Linked DNA regions of Athene noctua: region 2 is linked to region 1. Evidence: chromatin contacts called from public Hi-C data. All regions are on one chromosome and are shown on one strand. The core of a region is the stretch at or near the end of the contact, and the rest is flanking DNA. Distances in the headings are between cores, read along the strand shown. Region 1 holds the start of BCL10 (BCL10 immune signaling adaptor). Region 2 holds the start of ZNHIT6 (zinc finger HIT-type containing 6).

Region 1 (3,450 bases), core at 831-3,330:
AGCAGAAAAGTGCAACAGTGCAGCTTATACCAATTTAGGAGGCTCTGGAATGTATGAGTCCAGCTGCAACAAGCCCATGCCTGAATGGTTACGACTGTAGAAGGCAATACAGATTTCTTCAGTTCTCATGGAAATCTCGTCCCACCACCAGAAGGATCAATCAACAAACTCTTACGTAAGTCAGTCCACATTTCAACATTAAAAAAATAGAGTTGTTACTGAATAGAAAGACTATTGCGTTTTGACTAACATCTTCCTGTAACGAGTCTTTCACTGTATAAAGTGTATCAGTTCTGAATTCCCCTCTGCATTGTCCTCATAGGTTAACACTTTATGAGGGACAGAAAGAGTAAACATATTAAAACAGAAGCTTTAACCATACTTTGCTCTGTACTGACGATTTTGTATGGCTCACTGCCTCCTTCCCAGCTCTCGAATTAAAGACTCTAACCCTTATAATTTCTCAAGACAGGCTTACCCAGACCTAGTTATCCTTGCAAGCTAGCTTCCTGAGGTATGATGCCACATAGTATACACATAGAGTAATGCAGCACTTGTGTTTGAAGTGATCCTCTCAAAGTTACTTGAAGAGGTTTGAAACAGCTAAGAGAGTTCACACTGAACCAGCACTTTGTATCGTGAAGCCACAACATTTCAAATCTGAGAGAAGCGACTCTGAAGTCAGATTTATTGGATTGTATTTTGATGATAAAACTAGCGTTATTTCTTTCTACGTACTAGGTTTCCATCAAGTCCTCAAATTACTATGGGAGACCCTGTAAGAGCAAGGGTTGAAGCAACAAATATGCACTTCTGTAAATTGCAGCCATGAATTCAGTCACTAACACAAATTAACATATATATCACGTTATATGTATAGTCTGACTTAAGTAATTCTTATCTTTTTGTGTGTGTGTAACTACTGGATGCTAATTATTGCAGTATTACCCTGTAGTTCCACAGAAGCAAGTAATAACTTGAAAAACATGCCTCACAAAACTATGACAAAGCATTTAAAGAAAATTATGTATGCATAAAGCTAGTTAGAAACCAAAGCCGAACTTCAAGCACTCTTTATTGTACTTTAAAGGAACACAAAACCCCCAAATAAGTCAATCAACAGACTGTAAATTATAAACAGAAACTAATTTTGTTTTGGAATTAACCAATCACCTGAGTTTAGTGAGCACATTACTTGCTTCCCAGTCTAGCAAAGAGATAAGTAAATCCAGACTGAATCAGGATGAAGTCTGCCCTCAGATATCAGATATCAGTGATTAAATATGGAGGAAAGAAATCAGAAAAATATAGAATAAAAAGCCTCAAGAAAACTATTTAATCCAAACATTCATTCTCTGCAAGAGAGAATCTCTTAGCACCGAGAGAAGCACACACAGCTGCAGCTAACCTTCGGATGCCGTATTAGTTACTCATCACCTACTCCCTCTCCTACGCCTCACCGCTGTACAGAGACACGACGAACATCAACCCCTCGCCACTCCGGCCTTGCGACGCGACAAGGGAGCGGAGCGCTTAGAAGAAACCAAAAGAAAACGGAACGCTCAGGAGAGTACCTGGCCCCAGGCTTCAGCTTTCACCAGCCGCGGTCAGCCTCCTACCGGGAATGCCCCCGGAGGCCGGAGCTGCGGGATGCCGCGGCGGGGCCCCAACCCACAGCGGCGGGGCCCCAACCCACAGCCGCGGGGCCCAGGGCTGGGCCCGCCGCCCCCGCCGGCGCCCTACGGGAAGGCGACGGGGAATTCCAGGCAGCGCGACAGGGGCCTAGCCCGGCCCGGCTCCCGCCTCCACACCGGCCTCCACTCCCGGACGCCGCTCTGGCAGAGCTTCCGCCTCCCCCGCCCAGGCCCAGGCCCAGACCCAGGCCCAGGCCCGGGGCCCAGCCCGCCCCAGCCCCGAGCGCCTCGGCCTCCCGGCCCGGCCCAGCCCACCACTTACATCCTTCTTCACCTCGGCCATCTCATCCTCCGTTAGCAGCCGCCCCGCAACCCCCGACCCCGACCCCGGGTCCGGGCCTTCCATAGCGGACGCGCCGTCGCCGCGGAGAGCCGCTCAGGGCAGCGCTTCCGGCCCGGGCCCCGCCCACGCGCGCCCACGCGCCAATGGGCCCTCAGGGGAATCACCCCGCCCCCACGGCGGCCCCGCCCAGCGGCGCGTGCGCGGAGCGGCCCCGCCCACCCCCTGCGGCGGAGCCAGCGCCGGGCGCGGGGCGGGGCGGGGCCGCCGCGGGCAGCGGCTTCCGTGCGGCGGGGCGGGCAGTGAGGGACTGGCGGTGGGAAGACCCCGCCCTTCTCCGGGACTGCCGCCCTGCGCCCCTCGCGCCCCGCCGGAGGCCGGGCGGCCCCACGCTCTCGGGCTCGGCCCCAGAGGGTGCCGCGGAACTGCCGGGAGCCGCCGCCGTTACCGGACACCCGGTCCCACCCCAGCCCCCGGGGCCGCCCGGCCCTGCCCCACGCAGGAGGAAACTCTTAAAGAAAGGACAGAAGACAATCGGTATTTTCTCAGCTGTCAAAGGTAAAACTCTGCCTATCGTTGCAGTCTTGAAAGCTTCGTTTCCATCAGTTAAACATGAAAGTAGAGAAGTAGAAGCAACCCGGAGTGGGTTTCGCTGTCACTAAGGCAAACTGCCAGTTTTGCAATATTTTGCGAAGTCCTTTTGCTCGATGTGTCCTGTTAATATCCCTAGTTCAAATACTAACTGCAGTGACACCTATTTTACAGTGAGAGCATTCCCAGATCTTCTATAAACACATTGGATGGCAAAGGTTTTGCCCAGAACATTTTAAAAATAAAGGACTAGTCACTGTTCTTACCTGGTGACGGTGCTGGTTTCTGTAGAGCTGGGTGTTACAGTCACAGCCGGTCCTGGCTGCCAGAAGACGCCCCCAGCTGTGCTCCCTGCCGCTGCTCTGAAGGACCCTTCTGCCCAGTAAACACTTCAGACTCTCCCTCACCATCCAGCCCTACAGACCTGATCGCTGGTGGTTTGGCAGCGCACACCTTTGCTCATAACCCAAATCCTTCTGTGCTGTTACTCCCTCCCCAAGAAGCCTTTGTTTGCTGTAGTGTATTTGAATTTCTCAAAGCTGTCTGTGTATCTCTGGATTAAACATCTGAAGCACCAAATACATGAGTATTTGTCTCCTGTTTTCCTGCTCAGAGGGCGAGGGCTGCAGGGCAGGCCATTTTTTTCAAGTCCAAGTGCCTACGTGAATTCTCCCTAACCTGTGCTAGATACCCAATTACATGGAAAGGTTTTAGATTCTCTGATGCTTTCAGTGAGCTCATGGTGGCTCTTCTGACCCCTGACTCCCATCCTTGCTAATTAAACAAATGCCTTCCAGCTCCTCCTCTTCAAGGTGAATTATATTGTAGACTTTGCTGGCTCTGTACAATACTGCTGATAAAAATAGCTATCATACATTCTGAATT
Region 2 (3,453 bases), core at 336-2,835, 150 kb after region 1:
CTTAATAAAGTGGCATCTTGGCACCTCACTGGCCTGGGAAGGTGCCTGCTCAACAACCAGGCACTATGCCATCAATTGGCATTTTCAGGAAAAGGTATGTGAACCTTGAAAAAAGAAAGAGAAAATATAAGTACCCTAGATTGGGTAAGATGGCAGACAAAATAACGCAAGCTATGGGGAATATCTCCTAACACATACTGGGGTCTTACCTATGTTAAAACACAGCACAGATGCTTGGAAGAAAAATAAAAATCCTGTGCTAGAGCTGGAAGCACAGCAAGGCTGTATCAGTTTACGCTTTGTGGCCTGGCTACATCACCCGTACTGTGCATCCTACCACGCTGCCTTGTAATACTCCTGGTTTTAGGCAGATGGAAGATGTATGTCTAGAATTCACACTCGAACCTGAACACTACACCCCATTTTTTCAGCAAAACAGAACCATGACAATATCATCAGCAAAACTTCTTCTGGCTGTTAGCAGTGCAAACCCCGAAGTCTGGGAACCTCTCAGGTACAACGTGTAAGGTTTATGAATATAACTAACAAATATTAACTCATTAAAAAAAAAATTTCCTCTACAAGTAGAATCTTCTGCTTTTTCACTAGGCTATTACAACAGATATTTATTCTATTCTTACGAAAGAGTTCTTGATATATTAAATAAAATAACTGTCACTTTTCATTCAACTCCAACAAATGGGGAAGGGAAATAACCCTCCCCCCACACCAGTAATGGCACAAACCCACCACTTTCAACTACTAGAGGAGAAACGTATAGAGGAAAAATATTTTTCTTGCTCTCCCCACCACGGGCTCGCTGCCAACTGACAGTGGAGGTGTGAAGGACAAGCTTAGCAGTACCATCTCCTGACGAGAAAGTGACTCCATGTACTGGCAGCACGAAGCATTGTAAGAACAGAAAAAAAGTGTTTCATACACTGCAAGACAGAAACGGGAATTACTCCGAACAAGGATTCCTTTTGTCTTTTTATTCTCTCCACAGTGCCCAACGCAAGTTCGCAATCCAGCGGCAACACCAGGGAGGGCTTCGCCAGTCAGCTGCGCGCAGGCCCCGCTTCACAAGCGGGCGCGGCTCCCCAGGGCAGCGCTGCCCCAGGGCAGGAGCAGCCCCCTCCCGCGTACGAACAGGAACGTCCCCGCAGCGGCGACTGCTCCTCTCCACAGAGGAGGAGCGAGAAGGCGCGGGCGCTGCCGCGCAGGACGCGGCGATACCGGGCGCCTCGGGCACCTGCGGGCTCCGGCACCACCCGGGAGGGGAGGGGCAGGCTCGGCCCGCAGCGGGCCCCGCGAAGCCCCCCGGGGCAGGCCCACGGCGGCGGCGCCGCGGGAGGAGAGGCCGGAGCAGCCTTTCCCTTCGGCGGCCTCGGGTTTTCGCGGAGCCCAAGTGACGGCGCTGCCGAAGCCCGGCCGGCCGCGGGCGCCTGCAGGAGGCCTGAGGGCGCTCCCGGGCGCGGCCCCGCGCTTGCCCGTACCTCTGCAGGGACATCTTCCGCCCGGCCGCCGACCGCCGAGCGCTCTCGGGGCCTTCCTGCTCCGCCATGGCTGCGCGGCGCCGCCTCCCCACGCGGTGCCCGACGGGGCCTGGCCGGGGCGGGCCCGGCCGCGGCCTTTCCTGGGCGGCGGCGCCGCCTGGCGACCCTCGGCGGCCTCGCCCTGCCGCGCCGCGGGGCCTCGCCCCGCAGCAGGGAGGAGGGCCCGGCCCCGCCCCGCCCGAGGCGGCGCTGAGAGAGCGCGGAGCCTTCGCGGGTGTTCCCTCCTGCGTCAGGCCGGTTCAGCGCCCCGCTTCCCAGGTGGTTTTTAGTGGATTTTTGACCATGAAAAATAATAAAAGGAAGAGGGCGCTAAGAGGATGCTGACAAAGACCTGTAATCTAGCTCAGGGCTTGCTCTAAAATTAAAAGTAACAAAGTAGTCAACCACCTCGGTTGATAAAAAGATAATTAACAAGTACAGGTACTTGTTAACATTGTGGGACAAAATTGTGCAAGATCTGCGTCTGCCTTCAGGACCTCCGGTGGAGCAGCCTGAACGCAAGAGCCTTTCCAAAACGCACGCTGCACCGTATACAAGTATACCGTCAGGCAGGATGCTTTCAGGCAAATGTTTCTGGCAAACTCCAACTCAAGCGACATGGTAGACGTCACAAATTCATTGTGCGGGCTGCATGGGATGTGCAGGATGTGCACTTTTGCCTCAATTACAGAAATGCACATATTTACATTTGAGCAACCTTATAATACTTCAAGCTGTTTGATTTTAAAATAAGTAAATTCTGAGATAAATAAACCATAAACATAGGCTATAAAGAATTTCCAAAAATAAAACGAGACTAATAAAAATACACACGAAGCGGAACATTTTCTAAAAGATGACATTCTTAAAAATATATATATATATAATCCTTTTGTCGTGATGCCAGCTCCACAGCCAAACTAAGAGCAAATGTGAAGTGATACTGTCAGAGTGTAATGATCCTGAAAATGCAGAAAGTGAGACATGTTCTCTAACCTCTATCATCATGTTGCAATCTTGCTTTGTCTTTAGCTTCATCTGATTTTCTCAAAGGGGACAAAACCTCAATATAAAATGTAAACTGCATGCTTCAATATAAAATATAAATTGGGATGTACATGTACTTTACCTTGTAAAAGTAAACACTGTCGCTCTCGCAGTATTCCACGGCACAAAGTGTGTGCATTTCCCCTTGGTCAAGGAAGCATTGCCACCTAACAAGTACCCTTCTAAAGGATTTTCATCATTACAAAGGATGAACTATACAATATGAAACAGAATAGTAAACGACAAGCAGATAGCTTAGAAGCTTATTTTATTATACTTTGGTAAGTGTGGTTTCCTGTGGATCAAGACAATTAAACTAGCAGTTTGAACTCTCCCCTGCTCCCCAGTATAGTCTGGTATCACCCTGCAATGTACTACTGAGCACACTTTGGATTGAAAATAGATAGAGACATATCATTATAAAGAGAGATTTTCTTAATGGTAAAATGGTTTGGTTTTAATTAAAAAAAAAAAAAAAAAAAAGATGGTTGAACATTTTAGGCTTTAAAAACCCGAAATGATCTAATGACTTTGCAAAAAATGGAATTCCTAGGTTGATGAAAGGCTGATTATAATTTAACAGCAGCCATTCAGAAGACATGCTGTAGTAGATTTTTTTCACAAGTTACAAAATATATACACAATATATCATCTTAAGATGCCTTTGACATGTTAACTGAAATACAGAATCTAAAACTCAAAACTACTGTAGGTATCTCTTCTACAACAATTTTTACAATGGCTGTAAAGCTAACTGTTCTGACTATATGCATCATATACAATGTGCTGTCTCATATACCATTTCCACAACAGTACACAAAAATATTTTAAACAAAAAATATCCACATAAATAATGTTTTCATTGTAGTGA

What was found. Hi-C and Micro-C count contacts between places; a contact is called where the count stands out from the background.
Region 2: a Hi-C map of heart shows a contact between it and region 1, with 7 times the contacts expected there. The contact joins the promoter of ZNHIT6 here to the promoter of BCL10 in region 1. A contact is called at or near these places in 2 of 2 Hi-C or Micro-C datasets (heart and liver).

Annotation. Positions count from the first base shown.
Region 1 is chr5:16,773,715-16,777,164 of bAthNoc1.hap1.1, forward strand. BCL10 (BCL10 immune signaling adaptor) reads right to left here and starts at 2,081. Exons shown (of 3, transcript XM_074908188.1): 1 at 1,957-2,081. The coding sequence starts at 2,040.
Region 2 is chr5:16,924,275-16,927,727 of bAthNoc1.hap1.1, forward strand. ZNHIT6 (zinc finger HIT-type containing 6) reads right to left here and starts at 1,586. Exons shown (of 10, transcript XM_074906508.1): 1 at 1,497-1,586. The coding sequence starts at 1,564. COL24A1 (collagen type XXIV alpha 1 chain) reads right to left here. Exons shown (of 60, transcript XM_074906511.1): 60 at 2,976-3,453.